7 separate regions of the Mus musculus genome follow, and all the other regions are linked to region 1. The links are chromatin contacts, called in public HiCAR-type and promoter capture Hi-C maps. All regions are on one chromosome and are shown on one strand. The core of a region is the stretch at or near the end of the contact, and the rest is flanking DNA. Distances in the headings are between cores, read along the strand shown. Region 1 holds the start of Lcmt1 (leucine carboxyl methyltransferase 1). Region 2 holds the start of Xpo6 (exportin 6). Region 3 holds the start of Gsg1l (GSG1-like). Region 4 holds the start of Mfsd13b (major facilitator superfamily domain containing 13B). Region 5 holds the start of Mettl9 (methyltransferase like 9). Region 6 has its middle 20 kb from the start of Il21r. Region 7 holds the start of Il4ra (interleukin 4 receptor, alpha).

Region 1 (3,407 bases), core at 651-3,150:
TTCTGGGAAGGATTAAGAGGTGTGGCCTTGTTGAAGACACTGTGTCACTGGGGGTGGGCTTTGGGTTTTAAACCCCCCCCCCTCTCTCTATCACTTCCTCTCCCTCCTCTTCCTCTTCCTCTTCCCTCCCTCTCTCCCTCCCCCTTCTCTGTCATTCACTCTCTTTCCCTCCATCCCTTCTCCTCCATCCACCCCCAACTCTCAGGCTATATTATCCAAGCCTGCTTACATGCTGCCCTGTTCACCATTATGATAGTCATGAAGTGGCCCTCTGAAAATGTAAGCAAGCCCCTGATTAAATGATTTCTTATATAAGCTGCCTTGGTTATGGTATCTTTTCACAACAATAGAAAAATAACTAAAATAAACTGCAAGCCAAAATAAAGTATATTGCCCTTTAAGTTGCTTTTGTCAGGGTAATTTATCATAACCCCTCAAGATTAGCTTCAACGACACTTCAGAACTCCAGTTATTCCTTTCGCCATCTCTCCCTGAAGTATCAGTGGTTACTTGTGTCTCCAGTGAATAATAAATAAAACAAAATATATGAACATATATAGGTTGATTTGCTGTTTTCTTTTTTAAGGAATTGAGTCAGTATGTAGCTCAGTTGGTAGAATATTTTCTAGATTGCACTAAACTCAGGGTTTGAGCCTCAATAGTGTACAAATTACATGTGGTTACACATACCTACAATCCCAGCACTGGAGACGTGTAGGCACCAGAAGTTCAAGGTCATTGAATTAGAAGTTCAAGGTCATTTTTGGCTACACAGTGAGTTAAAGGCCAGGCTTCATTATAGGAGAACTCATCTAGTTTTTCTTTTTTTAATTTGAAATATAGTCTTGCTATATTATCCAGGCTGACCTCCAACACTAGGCTCAAAGGATCCTATTGCTCTCGCTTCCCAAACATTCTCTCTCTCTCTTCCTCTCTCTCTCTCTCTCTCTCTCTCTCTCTCTCTCTCTCTGTGTGTGTGTGTGTGTGTGTGTGTGTGTGTTTCTGAGCTCAGATCCAAAAACCCTGGAAAGGGTGGGCAAGTGTTTATCACTGCCCTATCGCCACAGAATTTTTATGGGTATGATTTAGACTTCTTAAAGCTAGAGCTTATCCCTTCCTCTCTCCCAAACAACAAACAAAATAGAAAATAACCCTTCAATTTTATTTAGAGTTTTATAGTGATCCATTATGGAATACCTGTAAAGTACACTGCACACGCACAATTATGAAACATATTTACTCATTTGAGAAACTGTCCTCCCTCTGTCCTTTCACTGGTTTCTCTTCCCCCACCTTCCCCATTCATGTCACCTAAACCTTGATTTCTATTCACTTGTTCCTCAGTCCCGCAGACTATTTTGATTACATCTGTTGATTCTGAAACAGAGTTCAAGAAATTTTGTAGCCCCATCCCCAATTTACTCTCATGGTTACAAAGTTTTCCATTTTGTTCTTCACAACTCTCTCTTTCACAACTTTTTCCCCCTTTTCTTTCTGAGAACCCTACTCCCAGGCGAGCGCTCTGAGCTATGTTCCTAGTCACTTCCTAACATCTCAAAGGCATTGATTAGCACAGGACCTGACACAGTGTTGACTCCCCGACTAGAAGTTTGTTACAGTGTTGAATGATCTAAATGGAGACAGAAAGTTAATACATTAAACTTGCTTCTTTTGGGTGGACTCTCTGCCCTTCAGCCCTGAATTGACTGTGTTTGTAAGTTACTGAGCGACAAGAAGCCACTAAGACTACATTTCCCAAAAAGGATTGCGGCGCCACCAGCATGTCCGGGCTCTCTAGAAACTTCCGGGTTGTGCGGGCGGAGCCTAAAGAATCCTCCAATGGTCTGACTGGACGAGGAACTTGGTCCGACAAACGTCATGTCCCGGGAGCCAGTCAGCTGAAAGGTGGGTGGGCGGTGCGGGGGCGGCGTCACTGAGCAGCGCCCGCCTATCGCGCCTTATCTTTGCAGCTTTAGTCGGTGCCTGTTTCTTGCCTCTTTCCCCCACTGCTCGTTTCCCCGTTTCCATGTCCCTGGTGGGTGCCGCACCCCAGAACATCCCACGCACATGGCCTCCAGCTCGAGGGAGTCCTCGTTCTCTTCCTGCTCGTCGAGCTGTGACTTGGACGACGAGGGAGTGCGCGGCACCTGCGAAGATGCTTCTCTCTGCAAGAGGTGCCTGGGGGCGCTGGGTTTGGGATGGGAGCTGGTGTCCCGAGCCTAGGTGGCTAGAGGGCCACTGACCAAGGCATACGCTAGGACACTGGGAAGGGGCTGTCGCACTCATCTGGAGCGGCCCTGGCTTCACACCTGGGAAGTGCACGGAGCAGGGAGAGGTTCATTTAAGTCACAATTAACGAGTGTGTGTGAACCCGGGGTACCACGACTGGGAGTAAGGCTCTGAACAAAGCTTGCAAGATCTTAGCCTTCAGGAAAGACAGGGTGTGTTGCAAGTAATAACTACAGCTTTGCTGGGTTAGAAAAGGAACTTTGCTTGGTAGGTTACAATCCTGTTGAAATTGGTCATTATTCCCCATTGTGCAGCTGAAGCTCAAGTCTATGAGGGAGGGGTAGATTGCAGGTCCCAGCACCCGCAGTGTTTGTAGAATCAGCACTATACATAGGTCACAGTATTTATGGAGTTGTAGTAGGTGGTGGTGGTGGGTCTTGTCAGTGCACAAGAAAACATAAAGCTTGCATGTCCTTCATTCCTGCAACAAAGCTATTGAGACAGTACACTGTGCCTTACTTTGAGCTAATTGGTAGGGTTTGCTTTCAGTGATTGCAAATACTTAAAGGAGCAAAACAGACATGGTGTTGACATACTAGACTCACAGCCTCGTTGGGAGGAGCAGTAAACTCATACTTTAGTGTTGGGCTCTTGGAGATGTCTTTAGAGTTTGAAATTTATCCAGGGATGTTTAAACTGGCAAGAAAAAGCCTGAGACAGGGAAGTAGGACAATGTTCAGAACTAGGGACGAGTGTGGGCTTTGGAACAATTAGGACAATGCCCTGGAGAGAGGCGTGGGCTGGGGGCCAGAGAGGTGTTATAGTGTGGGGAATACAAGTTTTGGAATGAAGTGTTGCACTCTTTGTAGGGTCTTAGAAACTAAGCAATGGGATTTAAAGCATCAGTCCTGGAGCCAGACTGCCTAAGCTATATAAACTTGGGCAAGTTCCTAATGTGTATGTGTGTGTGTGTTGGGGGCATGCATGTGTGGGTGACTACCTGTGCATCCTAGAGGAGGATGTTGGGTATCCTGCTCTATCGTTCTGCCTTGTTCCCTTGAGATAAGATCTCTCACCTTTTCAGCCAGACTGGTTAGGTAAGGAGCAAACCTTAGAGACCTCAGCAGTCTTCCTGCCCCCAGCCCCCATCACGGGTTGCAGGTGCGTGAAAAGCCATG
Region 2 (3,407 bases), core at 660-3,159, 2.8 Mb after region 1:
TTATAATGAAGGGGTGGGATTCATATATGTTTCCTATCTTTAAATTACTTTTGGAAAATTCTTGTCTGTACATTGTATAGATCAGGAAACAAACTGAAGTTCAACAAATCTGTCACCTTGTCTAGTATGTACACAAACACACACACCATATATAGCACAAATCATACCATGCTGCTCAGCTTTAATGGTGTATTTTACCCAGCTTGGTTGTAAACCCAGGAGGACAAAGTGAGTGCCTTAGAACAACCTCTTTCCACTAACCAGGACTTTATGTACCCCACCCACCCTCCCACCCCTTAAGAGTTTGACAGTCTGGTCTGATGTGTGCATTAAAAAGGTGCACCAGCCACATCTCAATACACCTCTAATCGCCAGGCAATGTGTGTGTGTGTGTGGGGGGGGGGGGGGGGGATCAGTGCTCAAACCCAGGCTGGGCACTCACTCATCATGGGCTAGATGCCAAACTGAGGCAGATAAAGAATCAGAGGACTAACTTCACCTTGCCTACTGTGATGGGCAGATAAGGCTCAGAAACATTAAAATGGCAAAAGACAAGCACTCAACCAACTGCTCTGAGTACACAAACCCCAAGGACTATGGAAAAGCTAAAAAGCCTGCAAGAAGAGGAGGTATTTTCCTTTCAGAGAGGTTTTTTTTAGTGGGACCTGAAAGTATGCATAGTTTTCCAAGGAAAAGGCCAGAGCAGAAAACAAAAAGAACAGCAACCAAGATGTCCAAAGACCCCACTGCTGACTCTGCCATCGTCTGTATCCGTAACCAGTAACCTCTACAAATACTACTTTAGATTTCTGCAAACGCAAACCTACCGCTGGACAGATGGTCTCCAAAAATCCAGCCAGTTCTATAACAGATTGCTTATGTTCAAATAGTGCTACTAACCCAAAAGAGTCAACTGACCTTGGGCAGAGTAATTAACTGCTTCTTGCCTCAAGTATCCCCCATTTCCAATCAGGGGGTTGATATACTAACAAAATACATACCACTGACTTAGCAAAGGAAATGACACACAGTATGCCATCAATAAATAAATGATACTGATAATCACGACTTGCTGCACAAGGGCACAGCCAACAGTGAGGCAGGGGGTTGTATCCGTGGCGCTACTCAAGACATCCAGTGGGGGTGGGGGTGGGGGCAATGGGAGCGTACAGCCGGTTGCACACCCTGCACGCATGTGTCACCGGCCAGGCTCGCACGCGCCTCTCCCCGCCTCAGGGAAGAAGAGATGGCTCAGCTGCTCTGAGGCCCACTGCCACCCCTCCAACCCGGTCCCTGGACCCACTCACCATGCTGGCCGGGAAGGGGATGGCTCAGGTGAGCTAGCTCTTGGGATCCGTCGTGTCCCGCTCGCACAGTTCAGGTCATGGTCCCGGCAGGCTCGGGGAGTCCCCCGCCCATGCAAAGACAACCGGTTCCCTACCCGGGCCCCGCCGGCACCTTTAAAAGGAGCACACGGGCCCCTTCGGGGACCCCCCGAAGCGATTCATCCAGACCTCGGCCCACCCCGGGGAAACGCAAAAGCAGAAAATGGGGTTCAGAGGCGGCTACACGAGGCCCCCCGCCTGGGCCCGACCCCCGAGAGGGAGGCTGCGGGCCCAGGCAGGGACTCCCCGGCCTCCGCGGCCCGAGGCGGCGACGGGCCTCAGCCGAGACTGAAGGGGCAGAGGCTGCCTGGGCCTGGGCGGCGCGGCCGGCTCAGGAGAGAGGCCCGCGGGCCCTTGCTGTCCTCGCCACCTCTGTCCTCGCGGCGGGCTCCCTCCGCATCCCTGCGCGCCACCAGTAGCCGCGGCTCGCCCCTCGCGGCCACCCTCTGCCAACAGCCCAACGCGCCGGAAGTGGCGAGCACCAGGCGGCCCCTCAGCCCGCGGCCTGCTGCGGCGCTGGAACCGGACCAATCCGGAATCAAGTGAGGGCAGAGGAGGGCGGGGCCGCACCTGACTGTTCACTGGCCCCGCCCACCACGTCCCCGCCCAAGAGGCCAGGGACCGCCGCGTTGGTAAAGGGACACGCGGCCATTTTGGTAAAGGAAAGGTTTCCCTTTCGTTTCTTTTCACTCATTCATTCCGCAAATCTTTTCTGAGCATCTTTCCGGACCCTGACACCGGACTAGAAGTTCGGCGATGCTGGTCTGTGCTCTCCTGGGATCTTATTCATTCAGTCCACAGTTCTGGGTCCTAGGACCAGAAAGTGTCACAGGATGAAATTGAAACACTTAGTGTCACGATCTAAATTGGCTTCATCCCTAATTCCAGACTCCAACACCAGGTGACTCAACACCCTCTTCTGGACTCTGGAGACACCTGCACCCATACTCACATAGCATACACATATATAGGTACACAAACATGCATGTAAATAAAATAAGTTTTTATGGGATATGGCTCAGCCTTTAAAGGTACTTGCCACTATGTCTGACAACCCAATCTAAGTTCAATCCTCAGAACCTGTACTGGTTTAAATAAGAATGCCTATCCCATATCTAAAGCTTAGTCATCAGAAGTGGCACTATTTGAAACCGATTAGAATGATTAGGTGTGGTCTTGTTGGAAAAATGTGTGTCACTCGGGGTGGGCCTTAAGAGTTCAAAAGTCACCGGGCAGTAGTGGAGCTTGCCTTTAGTCCTATCATTTGGGAGGCAGAGGCAGGCAGATTTCTGAATTCGAGGCCAGCCTGGTCTACAGAGTGAGTTCTAGGACAGCCAGGGCTACACAGAGAAACCCTGTCTCAGAAAAAAAAAAAAAAGAGTTCAAAAGCCAATGGCAGGGATGGTGAGATGGCTCAGTGGTTAAGAGCACCGACTGCTCTTCCAAAGGTCCTGAGTTCAAATCCCAGCAACCACATGGTGGCTCACAACCATCTGTAACAAAATCTGATGCCCTCTTCTGGAGTGTCTGAAGACAGCTACAGTGTACTTACATAGAATAAATAAATAAATAAATAAATAAATAAATAAATAAACATTTAAAAAAAAAGCCAATGGCAAACCCAGTCTCCTTTTGTGAATCAGATGTATCTTTTAGCTACTGTTCCAGTACCATGCATGTCGACCTGTTCCCTGCCATGATGATAGACGGACCATCTGAAACTGGAAGCAAGCCCCCAATTAAATGCTTTCTTTTACAAGAGTTGTCATGGTCATGGTATATATTCACAGCAATAAAACAGTGACTAAAACAAAACCCAATTGAAGAAGGAGAAAATAAATTACCACAAATTGTTGTCTTTTGACCACACTAGTATCATGCTTGCACAGGGACACACACACACATTAGGTCTCAGGCAGTCCACATATCCAGAATGAGCTCAAGATGGACTATAGAAGGAATTCTGGTGTTAGATAAAAGCCAGAATTCCTAGGAAACTTGTGAAACAAGTTCCTATTCCCC
Region 3 (3,407 bases), core at 384-2,883, 2.7 Mb after region 1:
CAGGCTCCGATGAGAGCCCAGGCACACTACAAAGGCAGGGCAGGTTGCCTCAAGCTGCCAGGGACAAGGCCCATCCAGGCACTGTAGGGTGGCATGTCCCCCAGGGCAGGGCCTCCCAGATCTCAGGAACTGCTGCCTGCAGTTGGAGGAGGACCCATGGTCATCCCTTCTCATTCTTTGGGCTGTCGTGTATGAAGGTCTATGGAGACCTGAGCCTGGAGGGGGCACATGTCTACCGTGCTCCGTGGCTGCTGTGGTGTGGGAGGATCAGGCTTGTGGAAGCAAGAAGTTTTAGACAGGAGGCTTTTAGACTATGCTGAGTGTGAGGAAGATACAGCTACATAAAGGGGGAGACGGCGCTTCCAAAGGGATCCTGCCAGAACAGTGGCTTACTACCCGAAAGCTGTGGGTTGAATCCATAGCCAGTACCACCCACCATATGGCACAGTCCCCTATCAGGCAGAGGTCCCCTGAGTGCTCCAGACTTGCTATCTTTTGGGGGTATTCACTTCAGCCCCATATGTCTGGGTGAGGGGACAGAAGTGTCGGTCTACTTTCTGAAAAGCCTGCCCCCTCCCCAGTTCTGAAAGAGACTTGTGCTAAGCCAGGATCCCTCAGCTCCAGTGCCTAAGTTGCCTGTTTTCCCGCCTGCCTCCCTTCTCTCCCTCCCTCCCACACCATCCACTCCCGCATCCACTCCTGGGAGGGCTCCAGGATACCCCGGCTAGTGGAAGGACATAAGGGTGCTCATCAGACTCCTCTATCCCCTGCTTTCTCCAGCCCTATCGTAGACGTTTAGCGCAGCTTGAGAGTAGCAGAACCGTTGGGTTCCTGGCCCCGGAGATCTGCGGTGGGAAGGGTTGCCTACAGCAAAGGTCCCCGGCCCCCACTATCACCTCCCGAGCTGAGACGGGCGGATGGGAGCAAGGAGGGGTACACGGGGAAATGACTTCAGGCCGAAGAGGGACCGCACGCACTGGAACTCGCAGCCAGGGTGCGCGCGCGGGGGACCGGGACGCGCCACCTCCCCGGTCCGGGACCAGCGGGCGCGCGTCCCCGGGGAGCCCCGCGCCAGCACTCACCCGGGCCACCGAGCTCTTCCTCACACGAGTACCAGATGCCAGTGTGGAAACGGCGCAGCTGGAAGCGCTCGTCGCCCGCCTCCCAGCTGTAGGGCGCGCCGGCCGGGCTCGCGGCGACGGGGGCGGCTGTGCTGTTGGCCGTGGCGTTGGCGCCCGAGTTGGGGCAGTTGGCGCCGCCGCCCTGGCCGCAGCCAGGCTTGGGCACCCGTTGCGTGCCCTGGCACCAGTACGTGGTGAGGAAGGCGGTGGTGGCGAAGAGCAGCGCCAGCAGGTTCAAGGCCACGGCCAGGAGCGCTCGGCCGCGGCGGCTCGTCTTCATGCCGCCCGCGCCGCCCGCAGCTCCGCGCGAAGTTGGCAGCGGTGCCCGCGTCAGCGCCCGCCCCGGGGCTCAGGTGCCTGCGGTCGGCGACGGTGTTCGCGGCGCAGGCCCATGGCCCACGGCGGGGACGCGGGGCGACGAGGACGCGGGGCGACTGGGGCCGCAGAGTGGAGCCGACCAGCGCGCCCGGAGCCCGGAGCGCGAGTGCGCTTCGGCGAGCAGCCGCGGGCGCCTGGCAGCGGCCACGGCGCAGGGACGCGCGCCCCTCCGTGGGGAGACACCTGCAGGCGGCCGGCGACACTGTTCAGCGCCCGCCCGCGCGCGGAGAGGGGGCGCGCCACGCTGGGCGCGGGCGGGGGACAGATCCGCGCGGGAGTGGAGAGGGACAAGTGAGAGATCCCAGGCAAGACGCTCCCAAAGGAGCCTCACTCAAGGCAGGAGAAGACCTCTCACCCAGACCCACACAGCCCTGCCAGATAAGTGACAAGGCAGCTTCTGTGGGTCTTTAGACTGTCAGGGGCCTCTGCAAAGGCTGCAAGACCCATCTGGAGCTTAGGAAGGGATGGGGATGCAGAGCCTCAGCGTTTGAAAGGCTTGTCCCTGCTCACCCTTGCTATCTGAGACCAATTCCTATCCACAGGCTCTCTGTCACCACACAGGAGGGCAGAGAGCTTGCAAAGAGGCAGCCTGCACAAGGAAGCGAGCATAGGATGTGACAAACAGGGCTTCTCCACCCAGGCTATCCACACCAGAGACCCAGAACATGACTCAAGAGGCCACAAAAAGAACAGCAAGTCGTGGTCGCCAAAAGGTGGTGTCCTGCAGGTCTGCGAATGCTGAATGCTTAAGACTGGCCGGGCAGGGTTGGTTAACCATCCTGACTTTGCAGTCAGTTAAATCCAGGACTCGACCAGCTGTGTGACTTTGAACAAGACACTTGCTCTCTCTGACCCTCGATTTCTGTATCTATAAAAAGGAAAGAATGTGTTCCAGAGCCAGAGGTGGGGAAGGCATCTGGCACACAGTAGGCACTCAGTAAATGCTGACACTATTAGGAATATCTGGGCCAAGGAGTTGACGAAACTCAGACCTTTTTAGCATCTCTTTCTCAAACTAGGATTGCTCATCTGTGAGCACCCCCAACCCCACCTCTGCTCTAAGATGAAGCTACACCCTTCACTCTTCCCACTGCATGGGGCACAGTGCCTGGATGCCCAGGGTGTGCAACCATTAATTGCACATTGATTGCAGGAGCTAATTTGAATTCTGCCCAAGCCAAGAATGACTCCAGCCACCCCCAGCTTGCCGAGTGGCAGGCTTTGCAGAATTCAAGGTTAACAGATTACGAATTGCCTTACTCCTGTGGGTGAGCCCCACTCACTGCCAGCTGCTGCCACTCTGCCTGGGGGCAGGAGAGACTAAAGCAATGCTGGTGTGAGGACAGCCAGGGGAGCCCTGCACTTGCTTATCAGAGCTTCTTTCTGGCCCCAAACAAGGAGTTTCTAACTATTTTCAGGAGAACTTCTGGATTGCAATGGTGCATTCGAGTATTGGTTAATGTGAATGAACGACCACAAGGAATCTGCTGCCCTCAACAGGCATGCAATATGTATCATCTGAGCCTGTCCACGTTTAAATGCAGCCCTGGGGTGTGCACTGACGTGACACTTCCTTGGCCTTGAGACTCAGTTAGTATTCATGTGGCAAGGCACGTTTCTTTCAAGCTGGGAACCCTGTTCTGGGGCGGGAAGCGGGGAGGAGTTCAAAGCAAGGAGAGCCCAGAGGAAAAGTCTCAGGGACTACTCTTCTTAAGTAACACCCAGAGGAAGCAGAGACCCGCTGTGATATCCTGTCAGGGGTACCCAACCACCTGCTCACTGAGCAGCCACTGTATGCTCAGCTCAGGAAAGAAGAGAGAACATGAGTGACATTAATAAGACCAGCACAGGCTGCCTGTGCAGGGGTGAAGGGCAGGGAGGGGTAGATGTGGGCGGAGCTTGGAGGAA
Region 4 (3,407 bases), core at 512-3,011, 2.4 Mb before region 1:
ACAAAAACAAAAAAAAAAACAAAAAAACAAAAAACAAATTAGCATCTCTCCAAAGAGCTACCTGTTTTCTTTTTCTAAGTATGGATCATTCAAGCCCGAATTTTTCCCCCATCAGATTCAGTTGAATTGTGAACAAGAGGCGGTGTTTAGTAGCCAACTCAAAAGAGATATTAATTTTCCCAAAAAGTTTGGAGTGGAGATCATTATACAGAATAGCACAAAGGATTCCTGCGGATCCCTCAGCATGGTGGTTAACAATGTCTACTCTGGGGTCTGCCGTGAATACCTAGTCTCCCCAACAGTATCTTCTTCAGCCAGAGGTACCTACTGCAGCACCTTATGCTATTGGGAGAATTAAAGGAGCCTACCAGGGTGTTGAGGGCCGGCCTATCAGTGTCCCCAAACACAAAATCCTGCTATGAATGTACAAGAAAATGGGCCACTGGCTTCAGACTGGGGGCACTCTTGAGATTGTCTCTGGAGATGCCCCGATGCAAGAAAACCAAGGCAGGATTATTTTTAATTGAAAACCCGAAAGAAAGATAAGCGCATGATAAGAGCTGCCCTCGAATAATTTCATTTAGCCCCCGATGAACGATGGCTAAGTAATAAATTAAAACACAAAACAAAACAGTTTAATACCCAACTGAGTAAGCTGTAAACTGGGATGCTAAGAAACTGAACAGTGTCTACAGGCTCCTCATACTCGGCTTTAGGGAATCCACCTAAATCTTTTAGCCTCTGCTTTCTGGAAAACGGGACAAAAAAAAAAAAATTTACTCTCACAGAGAGATGGCGCGGGTACCGCACAGCAGCACTGCCCTCCCACCACCTGCAGCGGCTTTGCAGACTCTGCGGACCATGAAAGGCGATGTGGGGCAGGCAGGGCAGCACGACCCGGACCCAGGCCAGCAGCTCGCCTCTAGAGCAGGACAAGCTGGTCCACTCCTGCCCACCTCAGAGGTCCATCCGCTCATACCCGGCAAGCGCTTTCTTAAAGCACCGAGCATCAGCCTGTGTGGCGCACCCGCAGGGCCGTGGGCCGCGCGCGCTTGCTCTCTGCGGTCGGGATGGGCGGATCCGTTGCCAGGTGAGGGCAAGAAGCACCGGGCCGCGGCATCCCAAACCTCCAGCCTAAGGAACTTTCTAGCACTTTCCACACCTGCCACCCCCGGACTCCCACCCCAACAATCCCGCCCCCCCCTCCCGACCGGCGACCTCGCCCTCACCTTGCTGGAGGTCCCGGTGGTCGTACCACGGCTCATCCTCCATCTCGAACTCCTCCACTAGGTTATCTGCCAGCATGTCGCCGGGGACGTCCGGGGGCAGCGGGCTCTGCCGCCGCCCTGCCGTTTCGGCCGCTGCCCCGGGCTCTCCCCCGGCCCCGCCGCCCTCAGCCAGAGCCACCCTGGGGCGGGACACGCAGGTCCCGCAGCAGCTCTCGCCGCTATCCCGCGCCGCCCAAAGGCCGGCGCCCTAGCGAGCGCGCCCCGGGTGGCGCCGGGAGCCGGCTCCTCACGCCTGCTGCCCGGCCCAACGTGGCACTTTGGCAGAACCCTCCCAAAGCCGGGGAGACGATTCAAACCCGGGAGGCACCTTGACCAATCACGAATGAGCCGCCTATAGAGTGACAGCGACTTCAGCCAATAGAATATCAAAAAAGGTCGCGGGTCCGAGGACCATCAGCCAATAATAGCTTAGGAAGGAACAAAGGAGGCGGGGAAAGACGAAGAGGGTGCGGTCGGCAGCCCCTCCTCTTTTGTCTGCGTCGCGTCTCCTCAGTTGAGTGCACTCCAGTTCCGGAGTGTGGAGGTGGCTTTGGCGAACACCGGGTGCCGAGGACTACTAATTCTGGGCACGGGTCATCATCTTCCCACCCGAGGGTTTCGGATGCGGGCCAACTCTCCTTGGCTCTGCCCTCGGTGATGCTCGGAGGGAGACTCATGGTCCGTCGGGAAGTTAAAGCCGAGAGAACGCTACTGAGTGAGAGCTGCTCCTCAATCTTGGAGCCCTGGCCTTCCAGGGGCCTGGCTATGAACTCCTAAAAGGGCAGTCACCAACCCCACTTCACACTCCAGAGTCCCGGGCTGGCCAGTGGAAGCCGCCTCCCCTGAGAAAAGTTGCCACAGTTTTGCATAGAATTTCTTAAAGGTTCATAGAGCCCAGGATAAATACCTAAGATCAGGCATTGCACTTGGTGGCCAGCTTGCCGGCGTCAGCTTGTTAACACAGCCGTAACTACTGTTTCTTGGGTTAAACTTTTAATATATTTGGGTACCTCACTTAGGGAAACTCTCAGAGGGCAGAAAGGTCGGCGCAGATGTTTGGGATGTTATAACTGATAGCATCTACAGAGGACGGGAGAAGAACTGTGACAACTGAGGGGGGGAGGGGATGTTATAACTGATAGCATCTACAGAGGACGGGAGAAGAACTGTGACAACTGAGGGGGGGAGGGGAGTAATTACTCAGGTTTGGCAGTAGTGATTTGGTAGAAACCTCCTGAAGTTAACTCCTTCACACAGATCCGGAGTGTCACCCGAACTAAAGTGGAAAGCAGTTGAAAGTTTGCCTTATCCAAAAAAAGCACCAGTTGTGGCCTTAAAATAGTGTACTCAGATTACTATGGCTTAAAACAGGAGAAATTGCTAGGAAGAAGCTACAAATCCTCAGAGATACTTTTATTTCTCTGAGATCTCGGGTAATTTGGAGGAAGGAATACTTCACCCTAATTTCTTTTTTCAGTGCTAACGATGCCTTAGGCGTGCCACTCTCCATCATTCTTGTGGGTCCTAAGATGCTCCTTTTCAGATCAGTGTAACATGCACCTGTTCCTGGGAACATGGTCTTGTGAAGGTCAAGAAAGCCTCCCCATTGTGAGGTTGGTTTGTTGTTTGTACAGAGTCTCACTGTGCAGCCCCAGCTTTGCCTAGCACACTATGTAGATTAGGCTGGCTCTGCCTCCAGAGTGCTGGGATAGAAGGCACACAACCATCAAACCCTGTCCCTACAGGAATGTTGTTCTGGCGAGATTTTCCTCTTCATTCCTTAAGAAAGACTCCTTAATAGACCTTAAGGTACCAAGAACCTAGGGTTAGAAATCTAATTGTCTATCCACAGTTTGTACTAGCAAAGCAGGCGTTAGCTCACCACTTAGGGGAGAAATGACCTCTTTGCTCAAAGAGCTATGAGAATCAAAGAAACTGTGCCCAAGAAAGCTGTGTTGTTTCTAACACTTATTGTGAAGGGACTGTTAAAAAATAACAGCATCAAAATAATACACTTCCTTCTCTTTTTGCCTCCCTCTTCCTTTTTCTTTTTCCTGTTCTCCCGTGGTACTACCAAGGGCCCACTCACATGCAAGGAGAAGTTCCAAGCCACTGTCCCCAGCCCATGAGTATCAAAAT
Region 5 (3,407 bases), core at 650-3,149, 2.3 Mb before region 1:
CAGGTATGTGACTCTTGAGTGTTAATACCTACATTTCAAAGCCACATTGGAAAGGATATTGCCTCATCTTTGGCTTTCTGTATTAGGGGTGTCTCTTGCTATTCCCATCATGGATAACTGAGGTTTTAATGTACAGTAGTGACATCCTAGTAGCAGGCCTGAGGGCAATCTGAACTTCTGCTTAGTATATTTACTCTTGCAGCTTTCCTTCCTCCTGATTTGTAATTCAGGAAGCTGAGAGGAGAGACAGCAAGGCTTCTTGGATGGATCGAAAAGCCAGGAGCTGGGATACCACCCTCTATAAAAAGGTTTGCTATCATATTTGCTTCTTCATTTGCTTATGCTGTGCTTTGCTTTCTTCCTGTGCTTCCTAAATGTAAATCACACTTACACAAGTAGTTTGTGATTATAGAGTAGTTTGAATGTGAGGGTAATTTATTTTTTTAGGTGAGCTGCTCAGGCATAAAGCAAAATTTGGTAGGTGTCTTAGCTGTCAAGTTCACCCCAAATTCTTCAGATCCTATCAGATGTATCTTTGCTTCTTGTTTAGAGGATACATTTAGGATTGAAGTCTTGGAGCTGTGGTTAAGCAAGCTTAATCTTAGGACACAGTTTTCTGTATCCTTTGTCTTTAGAAATGAAATATGCCCGTTTATGCACTCTTGTTGTATCTCCTCTTTACTTAAAAAGGTGAAGACTCTGGTTTGATACAGAAGAGCTTTATTGGAACTCAAAGAGGGGACATAATACAGTCATTTACATTCACTATTATAGCTTCTTTTAAGTATGTTGGACCAGTACTTCTAGAAAGTTGAGCTCAATTTAGTAAGGTATAGTCTTGGGTTTAACACCCAACTTGGAGAGATGTCAGGGAATATACCAGAATGAGAGAAGACAAAGTATTTTGTTATATTCTATGCACATTAGGTAACAAAATATTCTTATTAACGAAAGATGGTAAATAGATACTTTAACACCTAAGGAGTTTGTGATAAGGAATGCCATTTCTCATCCAGGGGTCATTATTTCATAAACGGAAATCTCTTCAGTGTAGTGTGATGAAATTAACGTAAAGATAAATTTGTTTTATAATTAATTTAAAATTAATGTACAGAATCTGTCGCTGTCAAATGAAAAGCATATTCTAACAAACCTAGGAAGGTGTGAGTAGCTGGGCTAGGAAATATGCTGTAGCTTAGTAGCAACAGTTGAGACACAACGACATCTCATGACCCTCATTTTAGAAACATTGGGCTTCTTCCTGCTATAAATGATCTAAGAAATATCTGGCTAAATCTCCCCAGACCGAGCACATTTTAAGAATGTCTGGTCCAACTTCTATCAGCTTGAGAAAACATGGCAGCCAGGACTAACTTGCAAGGAAACATGGCAGCCAGGACTAACTTGTGGCCTTCGTTGTCCAGCAGATGCTATTTTCCATCACATTTCGTTGAGTGCTCCAGGAGCAACAGTTTCCAACAAAGGCAGAGCTTTCACTCATGAGGGCTTCACTAGACCTGTGACAGCCGCTTCTCAGGCTTGGGAACACCGGGACTGGGAGTGGCGGTGGGATTCTTTCCCCCTCGATTCTCTGCTTTGCAGCTATCGGGTGGCTTTTGGAGTTGGGAGTCAGGTTCGCTGACCCCAGATGGAAATTATTAAATAGACGGTCAAGACTGTAGCAAGAAGGGCAGCGCGGGTCTATCGAATAAACCTGGGTCTGTGTCAATGGGAACAATTAGGTCAAAGGTGTAATCGAGGGGCCCACAGGGTAGTTACTAAGGCAAGACAAGCCCGGAAGTCCTGCAGACCCCTCCTCGGAGGGGCCAGACTCTAGTAGCCCCTTTAGGAAGTCTCCCCCGGATCTTCCGCCATTATGAGTCCAGGCGGCGCCACGGAGGACGTGCACGCCCTCTCTCCCAACTCCCGGGCCTCCCGGTCTCCGCTCATTGGGCAGGGAGGACGCCCCTCCTGCGTTTGTACGTGCACCGGGTGGAAACACGACCTGGAGTCGTTGGCGTTCCGGGCTGGGAAGGGCCGCGGGGGACGTGAGAAGGCCGCGCGCCTGCCGCTCCTCCCCCGCCCCCCCTCCCGCGCCATCTCCCCCTCCCTCTGCCTCGGCCCCGAAGGGGGCTGCACGGGCGACTTGGCGGCGATGGCTCGAGCTCCGGCGGCGACGACGGTGGCCGGAGGCGGCGGCTCCTCCTCCTCCTCCTCCTGGGCTTGGGCCCGGCGGTGATCCGAGCTGGCGGCCGCGGCCCCCCGATGAGACTGTTGGCGGGCTGGCTGTGCCTGAGCCTGGCGTCCGTGTGGCTGGCGCGGAGGATGTGGACGCTGCGGAGCCCGCTCTCCCGCTCCCTGTACGTGAACATGACTAGCGGCCCCGGCGGGCCAGCGGCGGCCGCGGGCGGCGGGAAGGACACGCACCAGGTACTGGGCCGCAGCCCTGCGGAGCGGGGGCGTGGCGCGGCGCGGCGGGGCGCTCGGCCTTCCCGCGCTCGGCCGGGCCATTGTGCGGGGCGGCGCGCTCGGGCCTCGGCCCCGGCCTCTCACAAACTTTTCCCGGCCCGGGCGCTGGCCCCACGGCGCCTTTTGTTCGGCGGCGCGGGCGGGGGACAGCCTTTGCTGCCTGGCTCCCCGGGCCCCAGCGTGGGCGCCCCGAAGCCCCGCATTGTTCCCAGGCCGGCGGCGGCGTCCGCGTCCGCCCTCAGGACCCGAGCAACTTTGGGTAGGGCCACCCAACTGGCACTGGGGCCTGAGCAGAAAACTGCCCCAGCTCTCACCCAGCCAGCCTTCCTCTACCCCCCCGAGGGACAAAACCGAAAGCCGGTCTCTTTTTGTCTGGCCGAATCTCTGGATATACAAAGGGTTCTAAAGACATTAAACTGGGCCTCGTGAACATTTCGGCTGACATTTCCCCGAAGCACTTAAAAAAATGTGTTTGACAGGTCTGGGCTCCCAGCCTAGGAACTCTCCTCCCCCTCTGCCTATGAGACGTGTCCTTTCAACTTGGGTTTAGTGAGCTGACCAGAGAGGTTGGGATGAGGAGGAAGATGATGCAAGCTTTAAACGGAGAGGTTTAAAAAATCTGAACTGTTCAGCAGTGAATTCTTGTAGCTAATGAATGGATTGTGAGCCGTGGGGGTTCTACCGGTTGGATGGGGTTGGATGGTCTTTTCATTAGCTATTTGTACCACTTAAAGAAACATGCATGGGTCAGCTGTTGAATTAAGAGGGAGGTAGTTTGCATTTGACCGTAAGTAGTTTGTGGTTAACCTTGCAGTCACAGAAGAGAAGCCTTTGAATTTAGACAAACTTTGCGCTTTTTCTAAAAGCCTGAGTTTAGTATGTCTTGCTTTTACAGAGAGATGTAAGGAATGATTCCTTGTGTTATTTGGACCTCACCT
Region 6 (3,407 bases), core at 421-2,920, 2.2 Mb after region 1:
GAGAATTAAATACATCACCACTTCAGTGAGCCCCTGGAGTGGCTCTTGCACACAAAACTCTTTAAAAGCATCTGCTAAGCTTATTCTTGATGTCCGACTGAGTGCGTCTGGGCAGTGCGGGAGTTGAGCAGTAAATTATGCTCAAGGAAAATGGCACCCTTAATCCCAAAGACAGCACAAGTCCAGGATAAAATGTGCCCCGCTGTCACCACCCTGTGTCTGCACATGTCCCCATCTCGCCATAGGCTATGTGCAGAGTGACTCTTGGCTGTTTTTCCTTTACAGTGCTGGGGTCATGAGCAGAGGTCCTCACAGCAGGCAAGAACTCCACTGCAGAACCACCCCAATCCCTCTGCCATTACATAGCACCAACTTCTCATAGGTCCAGGTCCTCTGTCCCAGCTCCTTCCATGCAGACCCAGATCCAGGCCCTCATATAGAGCACCACTCTGTAATGTTATGACTTTGTGGTCTGGGCACACATCTGTATTGCACACTGTCCTTTGTGTCTGTCCCTTGGGCCTCTGATGAGTTCTGGCTACTCTGACTTACCCTCCTTGCTACAGTTCTGCCATGATTTCCAGCTGACCACCGAGGCCCAAGTCACTCTACATGGTTTTTTGTCCTTTGCTACCATGGGACCACAGGCCACACTGACAGTCCTCCCTAATCAGGAAAAGCAGCAGGAGAAAGTCCTTTGCCGTTTTCTTTCCACTCTGCGTGTAATGTATGGTGCTTTGTCGTCCACACTGTGGTCATGAAGAGACAGTATCGAGATGGAAGATAAAGGCAAATGAGGTGCGGCAGAGAGGGAAAAGTCCTCGAACGCATCATCTAATCGTCAAACCCTGCCTCCTGAGTCTAAAGCCATGTGCTTTTGTTTAAACAGAAATTCCTTTGCAAAGGTAACCCAATCTTCAGTGTTGTAGCGGATGGAACAAGGAACTCTGAAGCTACCTTCAACTAGGCATGCCCTAGTTCCTGGAACCTGTGCACATGTTTATACTTTCAGGGAAGCAATGAATGTTACAGTCAGAATAAAAATTACAGTACCAACCCAGGGGCCTCCTTCTTCCCTGCAGCCACAGGGTGGGGAGGGGGGAGGGAAGGGGATGTGGTCCACTTCAGTCTCTTCCTCCTCCTTTGGATTTCTCCTTCCTCTTTCTTCTTTTACGCCCCCATCCTCTTCCTCTTCTTTCCCCTCTTCCTCCTCTCTTCCTTTCTCTTCTGCCACCTCTTCGCCCACTAAGTTAATTACAATCCTTTCTAAATCTGGTCCTACAGAGACAGGCACCGTGACTTGTAAATGAATGACGGATGGACTGATGTCTCCCACTGTCTCTTCTCAGTGCCCTTGTGTAAACCCCAGAGCCACCCACAGCATCTGTTGGGCATCTTCACAGCCAGTGTTCAGCCATGTCAGCAGCCCAGCTGGCACAAGGCTCATGGCACATGGACAACCACAATTATGGGCACTATGGACCCTTCCTCCTTCTCTTCCAGTGGGTCTTCTCCTCCAAGGTGGGCTGCAGTGCTGAGACTTCTGACTATGGCCACACTGCCACAGAATCGTGGAGCCCAGAACCATGGAGCCTGACACATAGTAGCTGCTCACCAAAACTGTCTTGAAGCAGAACTGGGCCTCTGGTGGAGTGAGTGCAGAACTCACCGTGGCTCTCTGGCTCTCTCTCCTTGAGCCCTCTCTCAGTTCTCCTCTGCTGATCATCCACAGGGTGGTACAGCAGCCCACAGCAGGGAGTGTGGGTTTCTGTTTCAGTTGTCTGCACTTCCCTCCGATTTATGGTAAAGATACCATTTTTCCATCTTGGGGAGATGAAGTTTCTTTTGAAAATAAAGTTAATTAAATAAAACACTCAAAACTTTTTTTTTTTTAGGCCTAGAGACTAATAACAGGAAAAGTATAACAAGGGGGTTAGGAAACAGCTCTTTGGGCAAAGTGCTTGCTAAACAAGCCAGAGAACCTGACTTCAGATCCTCAGGGCCCATGTAGAACTCCAGATGGCACCACGCACCTGTGACCCCAGTATGAGGGAAGCAGCAACAGGAAGATCCCGGGGCCACCGACAGCTGGGTTTGGAGCCAGTAAGCTCCAGGTTCAATAAGAGATCCTGCCTCCAAAGGTCAGGTGCAGAGCCATTGAAAAAGACAATATTGACCTCTGGCCTTCACAGGAATATACAGGGGCACCCACACATGTGAGTACACACAAGAACACCCATGATCGCGTGCACACACACAGGGAAAGGAGAGGGATGGAGAGAGAGCACGCACACAGATACGGCATGCAGCTGTGCACACAGGAAGCAATCCACAGCCAGGTCTCCCCACACCAAGACCCCACTCCCTCACTGCTCACCACTTCCTACTCTGTGACCTGTGAACTCTTACAGCCTTAGCTAGTGTGACCCTGCCACATTATGCAGGGTTAGACCCTGGCCTCCCTGGTGGGCCTCCCTCTGTCCAGCCTCCCCACGTCTCCAGTGGCCCCTGCTTCACAGGACCCTACCCTAGCACATCACAGTCTGTCCTCTTGATAGAGTGGCCTCCTTGGGGACCAGCTTGTAACTCCCAGTTCACAGGCTTCTGTGGGCCTGATGAAACCCCCCCCCCCCAACGCTCCTGCATGTGTCTCATGCTCAGCCAATCAGAGAATTCCCTTCTCTACCTGGTACAGTGGTAGCTTTGTACAGGGAGTCATGTGGTTAAAGTTGACCATTGAGAGCATTCCCAGAACTAGTACTGGACTTACTGGGTGCTTTCTTTGGGCTCCACAGGCTTGTAGGTGACAAACCTAGTCTTCTGACACTCCTACAACCACCACTTTCTGTTCCTATCGAAGCTCAACTGTCTATGCGAATGAAAGAAGTCCCAGAACGCAAGCCTTCTACTTTGAAGGAATTCATCCCCTTGACCCACACATGCATAAAACCAACCTTTTAAAACAAGCCAGTAAACGTACTTAATTTTATCTTGGTTCAGGGTCTTACCATGGAGCCAGGTTGTGCTGGAAGCATGCTCTTGCTCCTGCCTCCCAAATCCTGGGATTGCAGATGTGCATCAGAATTCACCTTGAAAAGCCAGTTCTGAACCCAGGGAGGTGGCTCAGTTGAGAAGGTGCTTGCTTGCTTGCCATGCGTAAGGACTGCATGATTCATTCATTTTACCCATGTAAAAATCCAGGGTGGGGGTGGGGAGTGACAGGCAGATGCGTGTGCCTATGCATGTGTCTGTGTGCACGTGCTCAATAGTTAGCCTTCCTAGCCAAATGGATGAGTTCCAGGTTCAGTAAGAGACTCTGTCAATCAATCAATCAATCAATCAATCAATCAATCAATCAAGTGGAGAATAACTGATGAAGACATCTACTATCAATCCTTGGTCTTTGA
Region 7 (3,407 bases), core at 375-2,874, 2.2 Mb after region 1:
TTACAGGCAAACCCAACTTTTTCCTCAGATGTTGGGGTCCAGGTTGGTGTAACAAGGGCTCTTATCTACTGTGTAGTCTTCCAAGCTCCACTCTCAGCTTTTTAACATGGGGACTGGGGTTCAAACTCGGGTCTACTGAGGGGACCCAACAGAGCTTTCCCCACAGCACTAATTATTCTATCACACTACATCTGTTTCAAAAATAGTCTACTCTTAAACACTGAGGTAAGCTCAAAGGCAGCTCCATCCGCTGTGCTGGAATGCGCTCCAAGCTTGGAAGGAGGCAAGCTCGGGAAGCCCTTAAACTGGAAGAAGAGCCTGGATTATCTGGGGCTCCCAGCCCACTCTTGGGCCAAACAGAGTGGTCACTTAGGAAGTCTGGGACTGTGGAGGGAATATAAGCTTCCTGCTATTGTCTGTCTTCTTGGCCAGTATCCTTGGCTCTGTCCTGACATCAACTTAGATACATAGAAAGGTTTTTTGAAAGAGGAGTGCTAAGAATTCCCATCATTGTGCCCCTGAACATTTTCAAATGCCTTCCCTGACCACATGTGTGCTGGCCTTCCTGCTGCTTTCCGGTCTGTCAGCACTGTCTAGATTCTGATTTCACAACCAGGCACGCAGGCTCCAGCCCAGCTGCTTTCTCGGCCTAGTTCTGCTGAGCTTCTCTGAGCACCTGAGCCAAGCAGGGCTGGTCCCAAGCACCATCACAGGCCAGCCTGTTTCTGTCACATATCGATGTATCTCACATAGTCCCCTCTCCCCTGGGCAAGGGTCATACAATCCAGTCACATGAAGACAAGTGGCCAGCCAGGAGGGATCAAAAGATGGCTTGCAGACTCAGAAGACAGCAAGATGTGGTGGCTTGTATCTGCAATCCTACTTGGGAGGCTGAGACAGGATTACTGTGACTTCAAGTTCAGACTGTGCTACAATATGACAGCCAAAGCTGTATAGCAAGATCCTGTCACAAGAAGCAAAAAACTAAGCCAACCCAATCCATAATGCTCAAAACAGGATGGCAAGCCCATGGGATGGCTTAGCTAGCAAAGGCAAGGCTGGTCACAGTTGCGCTGCTGTGGGCGAGAGAACAACTTCGTGATGTCAGTTCTTTCTTTTCACTTTTGCGTGGTTTCTAGGGATAGATCTTGCACTCTCAGGCTTGCGGGCCATCTCATCAACCCTTAAGCAAGTTTCCTAACAGATCCATGCCTCAGCTTCTTCATCTGAAAAGGGATAGTTGCGCATGACTCCCTCTTGGTAGTAGCAGCAAGGTTCCTGCCTGAACCTAGCAGGAGACACTCGCTCTTAATTGATGAGTTGTTTTGCTTTCTGGCACAGACGCTGAGTAAACATTGGGAAAATGAGCAACAGCCGCAAACACAAGCCAAGCTGGTCTGTAGGGAAAGGGCAAAGATTCGAGTCCCGCAGTCGTGGGACTTAAAAGCTGGAGCTCTGGACAGCTGCGGACGCGTGGGGTGGGGCATGCAAATAAGCCAGCGATCAGGCAAAGTCCGGAGGACTGCGGGTGAAAATGAGCTGGGTGAGGGGCGGGGCATGTAAATGACCGTGCACGGGGTGGGGCGTCGCATGTAAATAAGGGACACCAGGCGGCGTAGGAAGCGGGGCGAGGTCCTTCTCGCAGGAAAGCCCCGCGCGGCGCGTGGAGCCTGAACTCGCAGGTAGGAACGGGCGGTGGGGAAGCCTGGGGACCGGGCAGTGGTGGCTACAGAACCGATCTGGCCTGAAACCAGAGCCCGCGGAACCTGGGGTGGGCATGGGGCTGCTGGGCTCCTCGCTCAGCCAGGGTCGGCTGCCTTCGGGCGCGGGTCAAGCAAGTAGACAACTCACGCGCTAGAACTCAGGGAGCCTCGGCGGTCCGGTCCCCACAAAGACGTCCTAGGGATCTTTGTGTAGAAGCCCGGACTACCAGGCTCCTCCCAGGTTCCGGTTCAGTAACCCAGAAACCTGACTATTGTGGCAAACTGGACGTTGTATAAGCCAGCTAGTCTGTGATTCCGTCTGCCCCCAAGCCAGCACTCCTGGGTCCTGCCCTTCTCCAGCCCTTTGGGAGGTGTGAGGCTCAATGTGGCCTTCCTTCTACAGGTGGTCTTTTGAGAGTCTGGGGGCATTTGCTGGGACATTTGTCCCATCCTAAAGTCTTATGGGGAAACTGAGACTTGAGAATATGTTTGGCCAGAAGAGAGTAATGGGATTCCACAGTCCTGGTAAGGCCTCTAGGAATCAGCCAGGGAAGTCATGACCGCTTAAGGGGACATTGAGGCAGAGAGGGGAGGTGACCACTGTGTGTGTGTTCCCCAGCTCGTCTGTGCTCTGCTTGCTGTTTTAGGCTGTGCTCTCTGACTGAGGGATAGACACACAAGACAGGGAGTGTATTGGGCAAGCAGGGCACCTCTTCCTTGGGCAGTACAGCTCCTGAGTCAGTTTGGGGTGTGGGAGAACACTTTGGCAGGTCGAGAATCAGAGACAAGAGAAGGCATGCTGAACTGTGGGTACAGCATGGGCAAAAACTAGAAGGTGGGACGGCTCCGTGTGCCACCTCGCTGACATAAGAGGGGCTAGATATGTGGAAAGGGAGACAGCGCTGCAGGAGCCCCTGAATTCCTTGCTTTGAGGCTCAGGGAAGTCGTAGGAAGGATTCGTAGTCCTGGCCCTGCTCCTGGATCTTCAGGGTAAGGATGGGGAAACCCAAGTGAGTCGCCCAAATGATCACACACTGGTAATTGGGCAAGGTTGTGACCATCTGAGGGTTTGCAGTATTTGGGCTGTGCTGGGGTCTTAATACAGTGCCATCCCAGACTGGGGAGGGCCAGGTGGCCAGGGAGACTGTCCCTGAGGCAGGCACAATGACTGCCACAATCGGGGATGAAAGAAGAGAATGCTTGCATTCACCCACGCCACACCCTACTTTTCTGCCTTTGGGGGCTGGGGCTGGGACCTAGCTGGGGTACACACTCACACTTGGCATGTGTACAAAGGAGCTTGCCACGGTCCCCATGGCACAGGAGGCCCACATGGCAAGTGAGGCGTGGAGGTTGAAAGCCAGAGCTCCTGACCAAGCAAAGGCTTGATTTGTTCCTTGTGTGTTCCTTCATCAGAGACTGACAGAGGCAGGGGCACCACCGTGAGTGTGCCTGCCGTGACAGGACACTGTTGGGTATTCCTCGGGTTGAGCCTCTGAGACCAGCCTGGATGGAGACCAGCCTAGCTGTGTATGGCTGGATTCCCAGCTTCATGAGGCTTGCCTGGGTGGGCACAGACTCACAGTGACCCAGATTCAGACACCCAGCATGGATCAGAGTCCGTTGTTCCAGTTCTCAGAACCAGAGGCAGGGAATGGGGCTAGAACTGAAGATGGGAGGCAGGGGGGCAGATCTGCGTTCGGA

Evidence for each region. Promoter capture Hi-C pulls out the DNA fragments that hold promoters and counts their contacts. HiCAR-type assays count read pairs that join an accessible place to other places.
Region 2: a HiCAR-type map of astrocytes shows a contact between it and region 1, with 4 times the contacts expected there. The contact joins the promoter of Xpo6 here to the promoter of Lcmt1 in region 1. A contact is called at or near these places in 1 of 39 promoter capture datasets (pre-B cells) and 2 of 115 datasets of contacts at active chromatin or transcription factors (astrocytes and embryonic stem cells).
Region 3: a contact with region 1 is called in a HiCAR-type map of astrocytes, with 2.9 times the contacts expected there. The contact joins the promoter of Gsg1l here to the promoter of Lcmt1 in region 1. A contact is called at or near these places in 1 of 39 promoter capture datasets (liver) and 1 of 115 datasets of contacts at active chromatin or transcription factors (astrocytes).
Region 4: a contact with region 1 is called in a HiCAR-type map of astrocytes, with 2.7 times the contacts expected there. The contact joins the promoter of Mfsd13b here to the promoter of Lcmt1 in region 1. A contact is called at or near these places in 1 of 39 promoter capture datasets (pre-B cells) and 1 of 115 datasets of contacts at active chromatin or transcription factors (astrocytes).
Region 5: a contact with region 1 is called in a HiCAR-type map of astrocytes, with 4 times the contacts expected there. The contact joins the promoter of Mettl9 here to the promoter of Lcmt1 in region 1. A contact is called at or near these places in 4 of 39 promoter capture datasets (the C10 cell line, erythroid cells, liver and 1 more) and 1 of 115 datasets of contacts at active chromatin or transcription factors (astrocytes).
Region 6: a promoter capture Hi-C map of pre-B cells shows a contact between it and region 1, with 5 times the contacts expected there. The contact joins the enhancer-like site here to the promoter of Lcmt1 in region 1. A contact is called at or near these places in 6 of 39 promoter capture datasets (cranial neural crest, hippocampal neurons, liver and 2 more), 2 of 115 datasets of contacts at active chromatin or transcription factors (astrocytes and pro-B cells) and 1 of 9 other capture datasets (liver).
Region 7: a contact with region 1 is called in a promoter capture Hi-C map of pre-B cells, with 5 times the contacts expected there. The contact joins the promoter of Il4ra here to the promoter of Lcmt1 in region 1. A contact is called at or near these places in 8 of 39 promoter capture datasets (the 3T3-L1 cell line, cranial neural crest, embryonic stem cells and 4 more), 1 of 484 Hi-C or Micro-C datasets (muscle stem cells), 4 of 115 datasets of contacts at active chromatin or transcription factors (astrocytes, embryonic forebrain, large pre-B cells and 1 more) and 3 of 9 other capture datasets (adipose tissue, embryonic stem cells and macrophages).

The regions. Positions count from the first base shown.
Region 1 is chr7:123,376,082-123,379,488 of GRCm38.p6, forward strand. Lcmt1 (leucine carboxyl methyltransferase 1) reads left to right here and starts at 1,901. Exons shown (of 11, transcript NM_025304.3): 1 at 1,901-2,174. The coding sequence starts at 2,068.
Region 2 is chr7:126,198,592-126,201,998 of GRCm38.p6, forward strand. It overlaps Xpo6 (exportin 6), which reads right to left and starts at 1,910. Exons shown (of 24, transcript NM_001311143.2): 1 at 1,308-1,910. The coding sequence starts at 1,310.
Region 3 is chr7:126,080,778-126,084,184 of GRCm38.p6, forward strand. Gsg1l (GSG1-like) reads right to left here and starts at 1,634. Exons shown (of 7, transcript NM_001101488.1): 1 at 1,083-1,634. The coding sequence starts at 1,401.
Region 4 is chr7:120,980,748-120,984,154 of GRCm38.p6, forward strand. It overlaps Mfsd13b (major facilitator superfamily domain containing 13B), which reads left to right and starts at 1,762. Exons shown (of 8, transcript NM_001374644.1): 1 at 1,762-1,983. It overlaps Cdr2 (cerebellar degeneration-related 2), which reads right to left and starts at 1,565. Exons shown (of 5, transcript NM_007672.2): 1 at 1,230-1,565. The coding sequence starts at 1,305.
Region 5 is chr7:121,032,546-121,035,952 of GRCm38.p6, forward strand. It overlaps Mettl9 (methyltransferase like 9), which reads left to right and starts at 1,900. Exons shown (of 5, transcript NM_021554.2): 1 at 1,900-2,430. The coding sequence starts at 2,266.
Region 6 is chr7:125,581,806-125,585,212 of GRCm38.p6, forward strand. No RefSeq gene overlaps it. Among named protein-coding and RNA genes, the nearest start is that of Il21r, 20 kb to the right of the region's middle. Within about 2 kb of position 1,671, at least 30 of the 459 cell types and tissues checked have an H3K27ac peak or open chromatin away from gene starts, as enhancers often do. A contact at or near this core is called in pre-B cells and pro-B cells, where this site is marked.
Region 7 is chr7:125,550,647-125,554,053 of GRCm38.p6, forward strand. It overlaps Il4ra (interleukin 4 receptor, alpha), which reads left to right and starts at 1,625. Exons shown (of 11, transcript NM_001008700.4): 1 at 1,625-1,682.